Linked DNA regions of Mus musculus: region 1 is linked to region 2. Evidence: chromatin contacts called from public Hi-C data. All regions are on one chromosome and are shown on one strand. Each heading gives the region's core, a stretch centred on a gene start, on an enhancer-like site or on the middle of the called end of the contact. The rest is flanking DNA. Distances are from core to core; before and after follow the strand shown. Region 1 holds the start of Dach2 (dachshund family transcription factor 2). Region 2 holds the start of Chm (choroidermia (RAB escort protein 1)).

Region 1 (5,808 bases), core at 156-2,655, 110 kb after region 2:
ACATATATACCTTCCATAGGACATTTTCAACTTAGGACGTGGGGAAAAAAACACACTCACTTGCCCTGCTCAGCATGTTTCTAAAAGTATTTATGCTCTGGAAGAATATCAGAGAAGTTATGTAGCTATGAGGGTGGTAGCTTTTGTAAATAAATGTAACCTGAATTTAATGCACTGTATAACTACCAGCTCCTCTAGAAGATAGTAAAGGAAATACCTTGCAGCTCATTAAAACCTTGACAAAGAATTTAAAACAACTTGGCTAAGGTGACTTAAATATGATATGTTGTATGGAAATGACTATGCTTTTCTTCAGGCAGGTACCCTATTCAGATATTTCCTTCAATGTGTATTATGTACTAAGTGTGGGAGGTTTGGTAGGTAGGGGAAGAAGAATCATGAGGAACCATTTAAGATATAAATAAAGCCTTTGGAATGCCTGGGCCATTCACTGGTTTAGGAGACCTTTGTGAGGGAGAAAAATATACAAGTTCAGAGTGTTAAACCCTATCCTTATAAATTATATACTGTTTTAAACCTTTTGGTAATGTTAGGGCAAGGCTAAGTAAGGTATGGTGCACTTTCGTGCACATGCACACACACACACACAGACACACACACACGCACACGCGCGCACGCGCGCGCGCGCGCGCGCACACACACACAACCCTAGTCTGTTTCAGAGAGTGGCGGAAGTGTTGTAAAACAATCCACCCATCTGTTACAGAGGCTTCCCACCGCGCTTCCTAAACCTCCTTGAGCAGTAACAGGATCTCAACCAGCAACTCTGATATGAATGCAAGAATTCTGGGGAGCGGTCCTGTGGACGCTGGATAAGGAAGATATTACAGCCAGTGATCTAAGTGGGTAAGAGAAAGGCCGAGTTGTTCACTTGTGAACTCTCTGGACTCTTTCTCCAGGATACTGGGAGAAGCCACCTTTTCTTTCCGCTGAGTTTAGGGGAAATGTGCAAGTTGAATTAGAGCTAAGTCACTTTCATGCGAGATGGCTCTGGGTGTGTGGTGAATGAAACACACTTGTGAGTCCCGTTTGTGACCCTTCTAATCCTCCACTTAGGAGAAGACAGGCTGGAAGCATGGTCCCCCTCAGAGACCTGACAATTGGACTCTCTGCTCTGATCTCCAGGCAGTGAGCAAGGCTGCACACCGCCCCCTTCTCCCTTCTTGTGTTCCACCTCCATTCACCGAAAGTCCCACACGGCTTCAGGTAGGCAGAGGCTGGCTAGGGAGTCTCCACCCCTAGCTGGCGGCAGCCATTCTGCGGGCTCGGGCGCTGAGGGGGTGGGGCCCATTGGCTGGGGGGCGCTGCCAGTCTCGGGAGGGGGTGTGGTGAGGGTGGGCTCTTGGGCCGCCGCGGGTCGAGGCTGCTCACAGTGTGTAGGGTGGTGGATGAGCTGGAGCCGGAGCCAGCGCGCTTCAGACTTGAGAACAGTTCAGAGAGTCAGAACGTGCCTGAAAGAGAGAGAGAGAGAGTCAGCGAGTGAGCGCAAGGGGACCTAAAGGAGTCAGGGAGAGAAAGCTAGGGCTCTAAGAGCTAGGCTCAAGACAGAGTGACCATGGCTGTCTCTGCACCTCCGGTGATCTCTGCAACTTCCAGCAGCGCCGGCGTCCCGGGGGGTTTATTCCGGGCTGAACCCCTGTATTCGTCTCCAGGAGAGCCCCCTCGCCTAACCCCTAACATGATCAACAGTTTCATGGCCAATAACCATAACGGCAGTGTCTTGGGTGGCGGGATTGGTGGTGGCAGCGGTGGCAGCAGCAACACCAACACAAACGAGTGCCGGATGGTCGACATGCACGGGGTGAAGGTAGCTTCATTCCTGATGGATGGCCAGGAACTGATCTGCCTGCCGCAAGTCTTTGACCTTTTCCTCAAGCACCTGGTGGGAGGGTTGCACACAGTGTACACTAAGCTGAAGAGACTCGACATATCTCCGGTGGTGTGCACTGTAGAGCAAGTTCGAATCCTCCGTGGGCTGGGGGCCATCCAGCCAGGGGTGAATCGTTGCAAGCTCATCACCAGGAAAGACTTTGAAACTTTGTTCACCGATTGCACCAACGCCAGGTGAGACACTCATTGCTTGCTTGCCTTTCTCTCTTTACCCCTTAGCCCTCTTCTGCATGTCTCATCCAACTTGGTCTGTAGAGGTTGAGTTCTGCTTCTTTGCATTGTAATCGGCGGGGTTGAGAGAACTAGGAGGGCTCATAAATTAATTGCCAGTCCTTTCTAGGCTGCTTTCAGTGGTAGGGCTTCAATTTGAAAAAGTCCCGCACAAACTTCAGTAGCAATCATCCACTGAAACTTTACAGCCGTTCGCCTACATTTTGCATGGCTTTTTGGCTGTTGTGGTAGTTATTTTCTTTATTTGCTTTTCTTTCCTGCTCTTTTGTGGCCATACGGGTCGGATAGTTTTTCTTCTGAACACGGGCATCAAGGGCTTTCTTGGGTATGGGGGCTGGCTGAGCTGTAACCTGGGCTCCTAAGCTGGCAACCGAGAAAAAGGCATTTAGGGGGTGCAAGGGAACGGAAGTCTAGAATCCATCCCAGAGGGTGATTCGATCCCCATCCTGTATGTTTGTTGTGAGAGTGTTTGGGATGTGTGTGCTGTGGTGGTGAAGGTGGTGTGTGTGTGTGTGTGTGTGTGTGTGTGTGTGTGTGTGTGTGTGTATGCTTGTACAAGTGCCTACAAGGACATATGCTCATGCCTGCTGCGCAAAGCTCCCTGGTGCATGGTAAAGTAGATGATGAGTCCTATTTAAAAACAAAAACCAAAAAACAAAACAAACGATGAGGACAGATGCCACTTTCCTGGAATCCTACCTCCTGGGCCACCTGCCGAGGTTAATGTGGGGCACGAAATGCTGAGGCTCAGGCTAGGCTGAGGCTTGGTGTAAAAGTTAGTAGGCTTTGTTGTTGTAGTAGTTGTTTTTTGTTTTTGTTTTTTTGTTTTTTGTTTTTTCTTTTTAGAGGATGAGCCAGCTCCTCCACCTCAGACAAACCAGTTAGTTGAAAGGATCCCATTTCCCCCAAGAGAGGATTGTTTAAATAATAATAGCCACCTTCCCAAGTCATAAGTGTACCTCCTTGATATCACAGTTTAAACGCGCATCAGACTCTGTTCATGTGCACTTAGAAGCAACTTGAGTTTGATGTTTTGAATAAAATTTTAGGAAAGGAAACCGTTGAGAATTATTTGACATTCAAAAATACGAATTAGTAATCTTAGTGTTTCATCTCCAGTCTGGTAATATCTCAGAAAAGGAATCATTTACAGACAAGATTAGTGTACAAATCAGGAAATTGCAATGAAAAAGGAGCAAAGAGCTTTGCTGTAAAGCAGCAGCATGGTTGATCATTTTATAAAGAACTTCTGAGGTCTAGTCTCATAATACAACTTTAAATGATGGCGTTTCTGGGTCTGAGGAATGAACCTGCAACTACAGGGTCATGTCTGTTGTAAAATCTAAATTGCTGTCTTTAGCGGAGATGTATTGACGATAACTAATAGGCAAACTGTTGCTTACTAGTGCAATAAGCAAAATATTGCTATAGAGCTTACAAGAGAACCTTTTCTTGTTCCTTCTGAGCAACTTTTGTGTTCAAGCAACTAAACAGAACCAGTTCAGAGGGAAACTCCTACCGGATTCCCATGTAAAGCTTAAAACCCTGGCTTATAAAGTGGAATTTCTTAAGGTAGATGCAGTAAAACACAAAGGGTAAGAGCCTCTCTCAATGCAAGACAAAATTATGGGTTTAAAAAAATAGAAATATTTTATAGAAAATAGAAAATTTTCACTTTGATTACAAAGAATATTACTAATACATGGACTCAGTGAGTTACCAGAACTTCTAATGGAAGCCATGTGATTCATTTATTGATATCAGATACACTGACTTAAAAATGATTGCAGAGAGAAAAAGCCATATTCATCTTTTCTCTCTCTTTCTCCCTCTCCCTCTCTTTGTTTTTTTTTCCTTCCCTTTTCTTCTTCATCATTCTCCTCCCCCAAACTGTTATTCCTAGTGTGAAAATTTTATACAGGGACCCTTCCCCCCTTTTTTCAATAATTAATATTCTCATTCTTGAGAAATATTTATAAGTTTCACTCTTAGAATAAACAGATTGTTATTTTATTATGAGTTTGATATTTAGTCTAGAAATAAGAACTTTAAAAATTTTTTAATGAGACATGCCAAAGAGATAAATAATAAATTATTTAGTTATATTGAGATAGGTTGTTCTATACTATTTTGGAATCCTGTTTTAATGTGTTTAGGTTCTTGTTTTAGTCTGATTAAGCTTTATTTATTCCTTTTCATTTGTATAGCTAACATTTCTATTTGATTTTTTTGTAAAATTGTGATAGAAAAGTATTAAATATAAAAATATATTTGTGGTACAATTTATAATGTATGTTTTGAATAATTGCCTTGTGAATATTGAAATATATAATTATAAAAATTATGAAACCTATTTTATGATTATAACACATAAAGAAGTGAGGAAAGCCACTAGACAGAAATAAACATAGTACATATATAGTAAAATTTAAATGGAGGAAAAGTACAATTACTTGAAAAATATAATTTGTGATAATATAACATTAGTAAATTCTCTTGCTGCAAACACTCTCATGAATATGTTAATAAAATTGCAAAATATCATTCTTATAAAAATGCTTCATTACTCTAGGTAACATTGTTTATAAAATCTGTGGTTTTAAATGCAATCTGAAGTTAGTGTTTAGGTCAACACTAGTTCTGTCACTCTTTAGTTCAGTAATAAGAGAAGTGAGAGGTATACAAAGGCACTAGGTTCAGGATGAAAGCATAAAGTAGGTGAGACAAACGGTAAGAAAAGTGAAATGCAGTAAAGAGCAGAATTTTGTCATAGGAGAAGAAGATGGAGGGGAAGATCCTATAAACATACCCAAGAAGATAGTGATGTTCTCAATGTAGACTTTCTTAAAGAGGTTTGTTCATAAAGATTCATGACTTACCTCTTTGAGCTAAAGGTGGGGGAGGAGAAAAGTACAAGATAAAGAGTGCACATTCAGTTGAGTGGAAACTCATTTTGATGGATAAAATTTTGTAAGATACTGTTGAAGTCCTATTTTTGTAATGGTACTATTGGCTATTATCTTTTTCTGATTTTCAAATATATTTCTCCTTCTTTGTCAAATGCATGGTGAAAAGTATGTGTCCTGACTAGAGTGTTTTTAATTTTTAATGTTTTCTATGTTATCTCATATAAAATGGATCATTTTCAAATTTCTTATTTTCACAAACCCTAATATATTGCTTGAGATAGCTTTTTGATATAGTTTAGTGCAATTCACACTGAAGAAATGTGATATACATATATGTATACATATATACATATCTATACATTCATACACACACATATATGTATAATCATTTCCTTCATAGTACTGAGTCATGATAAGAACGATAAGAACTCTATTAGTGTCATATGCTTTAATTACTGAAGCATTCAAAGTTGTCTTCTCAGAAAAGAAGTTGTGAAATAATGTACACTTCAACTACTAGAGAGTAGTACAACAAAACTTCTGATCTATTGATTGTTCTATTAGGTAAGTTAATCTTTCATTATTGTAAAGCCATTGCAAAGGGCTGTACAACACTTCTCTTCATGCTGTTTTACTTGAGACTGAATAGTGAAGATATTATTTTGATGATTATTAAGAAAATGGTGATTTTAAAGATTCTCAAACTAAATGGAAAATACCTTCTTTTAGATTTAAAAAAACATTTTTTGTTTCATCA
Region 2 (6,663 bases), core at 1,089-3,588:
ATTTTATGTCCTTTTCCCTCCCCATTGAGATTCCAATTGGTTTTCCTCTAATCTATTTTCTTTTAATCTTCCCCACACAATTCAAGTACTGTATCTTAATTCTCTTCCTTTAGGTATTGTGATCTAATTTTCCCATAGTATCTTGAAAATATGACCTTAAAGGAAAGCTTTAAACAATGTCATGCAAAAAGTAAATATGTAATAAGGTTGACAAACTTAAAATGTTCTTGGATGATTCTACTTGATGAATGTCTTTTGATGACATTTTAACTAAAAATTGCTAACAGGGAGATACAACTCACAGCCTATGCCTTTACTCTTTCTTATAATGACATCCTTTCATTCTGCTTTTGATAACAGAACTGAAGTTATAAAATACTGCTTTTCCTATAAGTTACCTAAGTACTAATTTAATAAAGCCAATACATTTAAAGTCCATCCTCGATGATGTATTTGAGAAAGAAATCACAATGCTTTAAAAATGAAGTCAATTAAAAGCAATGATTGAAATCATAAGAATGATTCTTATTTTAAAAATGACTTTCAACAAATGTTTCCACTTTTAATGGATCTAAAAGAATTAAAATATTTAATAAAAATAACACACATCACCCAAATAAATATAGACTTCAAGTATAATTTTGAAAAGACTTATTCTAAAATGGATGGCATTTTCAGTTTTAGGCAAGCAGACTGGGGAGAGTGAGGGTTCTACTGAGTCTTTCAAGGTCTCCTTCAACATCTCCTCAATGCAGGTCCAACCAGGTTGGCTGCTGCAATGCAGCTATCTTCAGGCTGGGAGTACACCCCCCATCCCCACTGTTTTGAGAACTATTAGAGGGACATCTAGAATAGGAGAATTTGTGTTCTCAAGAACACCTTAAAGGCTATCAGATTTACCTTCCTTATATTCAAGATTGCGGACATTGAAAGGCTGTGTGTATCTGACTCTCCCATTGCATGATGTCTGGTATTTGTGATAATAGTTCAATTTTTAGTCAAAAAAAAAAAAAAAAACCCGAAATCCATTTCTTGGATTGTACTGGCCTTTGGACATTTACTAGCTGTGTGATTTTAGCAAGTTGAGACTTCCAGGCTGCTTCTCTTCTCTGTACTGAAAAGATTACCAATTTTAGCAAGGTTTTTGTCCGTATTATATTATGTGCTTAGTCCATTGAGTAGGGAATGGAAAGCATTCCAAAATGGGTTGCTATTATTTTTACTCTAAACCTGAAAATGTGGCTGTTCTTACTGTTTGGTAAGAAAGCAAACAGAGTTCATTAACACAATGGACAGGACCCCATTCACCAAAGCTTCTGTGGCCTACCACATTCTAAGACAGTAGACTCCCCGCCCTCCCCAAACTCTCTCTTTTATCCTATGCAAACTACATCCCTTATAGTTAAGAAAGAATTGCTAATTGTTGCCAAGTGTTATTAGGATAACTAGTCAACTAGAAGCTGAAAAGGATTTCTGGCTCCACCCAAAACATGGAGAGCTAATGATGGAAAAGCAAGGAGAAGCTGAGGTCAGACACGGAATGTGAAAAACTGGAGCTTACTCTCAGAACATCTAGTTGTGGTGTATGGATGGGTGACAGGAAACAAGATGCTTCCTGTCTGCATCATAAACTAGGATGCTTTAAACTTCGTAATGCAGGAATAGGGGCTACCTCAAGAAAAAAAATTAAGCTACCCAAGACGACAGAAAAGAATACGTTTCCTTTCCTTTAATAAAAATACACACGGATAACGACTGAGCATCATTCTTATAAAACTGTAAATTAAGCTTCATTTGAGCTGCAAAGTACCCTAGAATCATGTAAGTATATGGGGGCGGGGGTGTCCTAAGAAATGGCGACACGAAACGATAGGGAATATAACCTTGAAATCAACAAGGAGGGAAGGTGGTAATTATTTGTGCCGATGGCGTCTCCATTGATCAAATCCCGACCCTCCATTCTCATGACACTGCAAACCCACCCTCCTCTAAGGAAATTAACAGGAATCACCGCACCAACCAACCTCAGCAATCGGCATCGACCAGATCGACCCCTACTCAAAAGGCGCAAAACACCGCGGGTCCAAGCCCCTCCCTGGAGCTGCCAAGTCCTGCGCTGACTCCACACTACCTCACTTCCTTTCTGTCCTCCCTCCCAGGCTCGACCCCCGCCGTTTCTCGCCAACCCTCACCACTGACAGAGAAAATAAAAAGCGAGAATGATCTCCTATATTTTGTCCAGGAAAAATCAGGGCCACACATACCCGTCCCTATTACGATCACATCAAAGTCCGAAGGGAGATTATCCGCCATCTTGACAGGAAACGTGTCATGTGACTGTAGTTTGTAGATGTGAATTTCTAAGGCACTCCCTAGGTAGAAAGCGGAAGGAAAAACAGTGCATTCTGGGTGTTGTAGTTCTAGAGACGCGGGTGCAGGTAGGCGACAACAGAGTAGTTTTTAAAATGTTATTGCGAATGTTAAAAGTTCTATTTATTTCACAGACTTCAGTGAAACACCTTATTTATCCTAGAGGTTTGATATGGAAAAGAAATGTAAGTATTCGACTCCTCAAGCAAGGATGAATGAGGCAAGTCTGTATACCCCTTTGACAATTACCAAGCAAAAATTGGTCAGAGACGCTCAGTCAGTAATCAATTCAAAAGGGCTCACTTTGAACAAAGGAGTCATTCAGGCCAGGAAAACTGTTACCCTAGAGTGTGTTTGTATTTTTAGAGCCTGAGACCTCTCTTTTCATTTTATACCAGTACTGTCCAATTATTGTATTTGTGCCTTCTCAGTGAAAGAACCAAACCAAAAAAGAAAAGAAAAGAAAAAAAAAAGAAAAAAAGAAAGAAAAAAAAAAGAAAAGAAAAAAATCGTTGCCTAGTTTCCACAGAATGAAATTCCTCATGGAATTCCAAAGAGCCTCCTAGCAATGTAAGTTGCAACATTAACTTTGCTTTAGAGATGGAGGTGAGAGTGGGGGACTGGGAGTGTAAAGAGTATTAAAGAATAGTAGACGGTTAATAAATCTTTTGTTTCAGAATCTGACTTTCTGCCAAATTAAGAAAAACCCAAACAAGTTTCTCCTACGACGTTGCAGAGAAATGATTAAAATAAAATAGACTTAATATAGAAATGGGTATATTTGATAAGGGAGCTTAAGACTGTCTATGCCAAGCAGTTAATATAACTCTTATGAGCATTTTCAAGGTCTGTCAGCTCCCATTCTACCTTATTTAAAAAGTATGTTTGTCTGAAAATAGTAAAGCAAAAAAATAGGCAGAGGGGTACACTGGAGTAAGTAAAGTACTTTTTTTAATCTGAGGAATTATTCCTATAGTTATTTCCAAGAGTTTCAAAATAAATTTGAATGCAAGATGTGGTACTGTGACAATCCTTTAAACCATCTACTATCTGGGATGTCATCTACTTATCGTTCTCCATACACTGTTTTCTTCTCAATCTCTGTGACCTCCACACTCTAGCTTTTCCCTCAGCAAGGAATGATCTCCTCAACTTCTAGGTAATATGCTTAATAACAAGGAAGGGATACATTAAACATTATTAAAGCATTAGCTAATGTATATGTTTCAAAAGAACACATGATTCCACAGAATTATGCACAACTCTATGTATCAGTTAAAAATAATAAAATAAAGGAGAGTATAGAAATGTAGCCCAATAATTAAGATCACAGACTACACCCATATGGCAAGCTTACAACCTCCAATTCCAAGGGATCTACCATCCTCTCCTGGCCTCCCAAGGCACCATATGTACATACTACACAAACACACTGCACATTAGATAAACAAGCTTTTTAGAATAATAAACATAAAAAGAAAAGCAAAAAACTTTGGGGGCAAAGTAAACAAAATTTTAAGAGTTTCTTTTTTTTTTTTTTTTTTTTAGGACAAGGTATCATAAATGTAGGTTAGGGCAGCCTAGAATGCTCAGCTTTCTAAGTCCTGAAATTACAGATTTACAGCTAGCAAAGGCTTTGGGATACTATAAGAAAGGTTTAACTCAACTTCTATTTTATCTTTTACTTCTTCCTAATATTGTACTACTTCTACTTTATCATATCCTGTTACATTGCACTAAAGGTTATGTATGTTGGCTCCTATATAGTACTCATATCCCACACATACACACAAAAATGCACAGATATGTAGTTTTATAAAGTGTAAACTCTAGCCTGTCAGACATCATTATTACCCAGTGCACTTAATCGAGACTTGTTTTCACAGTAAGAATTCAACAAATATTTCCTGAACTAAAATTAATAATGACTTCTTTAACAGATAGTGAGATAAAGACAAACTATATCAATTTACCTTGATATCTACCTGCTACTTTAAAAGTCGTTTTTATTTGCCTGGTATAATTGTCATCTCTGAAGCTTACTGCTCAATAAGATTACCCTTTCTAGTTCTTTCTGAATCTGGCTGGCTGGTTCAACTCAGCTGTTCTCGCTCAAATTGCTCTCCAAGCTGACTGTTTCAATACGGTTTCTCTCAACTTCTCCTCACTGAATTGCTCTGTTTGGCCTCAAGCTAACACTGGCAATTTGTTCTAAGCTTTCTGGCTCCTTATGTTCTGGCTTCAACTGCTTCTGCTGACTTGCAGTGAATTGCACTAACTCATGAATGAACTCAACTGACATAACTGAACTCATCTGAACTCCCTGTGCTGCTCATAAATAGCTTCTCTTTACTGTACTGTTCTCATGAGAGTTGGGCATCTCCTACTTCTGATTCATTCTGTCAAATCTTTCTCTGATTCTTCATGACATTAGATAGACATCACTTTCAATCTTAGCTGTTTTATTCTACAAACTAATTTTACCTTAAAAATGTGTACTAAGTGTATGTCTGTATTCCAGCCAGAGGGATTAAACATGTGTGGCATGTCTGCATTCCAGCCGGATCACACTGACCTAAATCTTTGAATGTGATCCCTTGCCAGAGTAGCCATGTTGCTGGATTAAAATTCCTCTACATGCCATTTTTAAGATATTTGATAAATTTCTTAATTTTAAAAGTTCCATGAGAACTGTTTTAAAATAGATTTTTATAGATATATATTGTACTTTTGTACATTTTGGTACAATATCAACATTGTAGTTTTCTTAATTTTATTTATGGATTAACTTGTTATACTACAGCATTCTCTTGTGGTATGATTCAATAAGGAGTATGTATCTCTTGCAAAACAGATTGCTTAAAAGGTACAATATATTATTTGCTAAGTCTCTACATTATTTGCCTTGCCATGACAAGAAAGTTTTAAATATTATCAGAACTAAAATAGATGTTATCTGTGAAGTGCCCAATATACCAATAGATATGTAAATTAAAACAACCCAGAGAAAATACAGCAACCTTTTCAAAATCTCTGACAGTGAGAAACCACAGAAAGATAGAATACAAACAAACAACAGAATATAAGCAAACACCATTACGTTTCTCTTAGGTGATATATGGGTATACATTCATGCATGCACATAGTATGAGCACATTTTATTCTTTTAAATATGAATAACTTACTATGATTCAGAAAATGTTCTAACAATCACAGTGTGGAAACAGAAGTCACTAATAAAATTGTTCTTTAAAAATTAATTAATCTTCTAGTAAGTGGATGGGTTATAATCTAAAATGCTCTGATATAAACAAATAATAGACAAAGGTCATGTCTTCCGAAGGTTTATGTGTAGTTCTGCTGAATTTCTATTCTCTCTTGCCTCATATTTGAAGTTGTTTTTCCCCTTGAAGATCAAAGCATGGTTTTCATGAAGATAATATTACCAACATGTTTAGCTGTATAAAATAATTACTGTATTATAAAAACAAAAATATTCTTAGTGAAAATCTTTTAAAATAAGTATTGTTTACATTTTATGCAAATTGACAATGTCAGGAAATGGCATAAAGCAAAACAACTAGAAATTGCTGGCTGTTGTTCCAAGGACATCTATTTTTGAGAGCTGAAATATTTTGATAAATGACAGTTGGGGGTTGGAGAGATGGCTCATCTGTTAAGAGCACTGACTGCTTTTCCGAAGGTCCTGAGTTCAAATCCCAGCAACCACATGGTGGCTCTCAACCATCCTTAACGAGATATGACTCCCTCTTCTGGAGTGTCTGAAGACAGCTACAGTGTACTTACATATGATAAATAAATTTAAAAAATAACAGTACAATGAATTTTATCTAAGAAATAAGTACCTATTAAATCATAACACTAATTTTGTTCATAAATGTTTTCTGAATTGAAAGCAATACTTTCTTATATATTTATTGTGTTTAAAAGTACATTCTTCTATGAAAAGACTATCTTTTTACATTAATAATTTAATGGGTTTTCCTCTCTAGGATCTTTCTTCTCATCCCTAGAACTATATTAAACTCCTGACTCTCTTTTCATAATGTCCACTACTGATAATCTCTTACCTTAGATATAGTTCCACCTTCTACACACTTAAGTCAAAATTTCAAGAATCACCCTGAGCACATCTTTTTCTTCTACCCTTAAACCATGTCAACAACTCATACCAGATTTGCCTTTAAAATACACTGCAAGGGTTTGGGGTACACTTTACTGCACCAGATATTAGTTGCATCTTGTGAATCAGTGCCTAAATCCAATCAGAAA

What was found. A called contact is a pair of places that touch in the nucleus more often than the background predicts.
Region 1: a Hi-C map of Sertoli cells shows a contact between it and region 2, with 5 times the contacts expected there. The contact joins the promoter of Dach2 here to the promoter of Chm in region 2. A contact is called at or near these places in 5 of 39 promoter capture datasets (the C10 cell line, cranial neural crest, maxillary cranial neural crest and 2 more), 8 of 484 Hi-C or Micro-C datasets (Sertoli cells, Th1 cells, Th2 cells and 4 more) and 1 of 9 other capture datasets (adipose tissue).

The regions. Positions count from the first base shown.
Region 1 is chrX:113,296,851-113,302,658 of GRCm38.p6, forward strand. It overlaps Dach2 (dachshund family transcription factor 2), which reads left to right and starts at 1,406. Exons shown (of 13, transcript NM_033605.2): 1 at 1,406-2,085. The coding sequence starts at 1,577.
Region 2 is chrX:113,183,177-113,189,839 of GRCm38.p6, forward strand. Chm (choroidermia (RAB escort protein 1)) reads right to left here and starts at 2,339. Exons shown (of 15, transcript NM_018818.2): 1 at 2,265-2,339. The coding sequence starts at 2,313.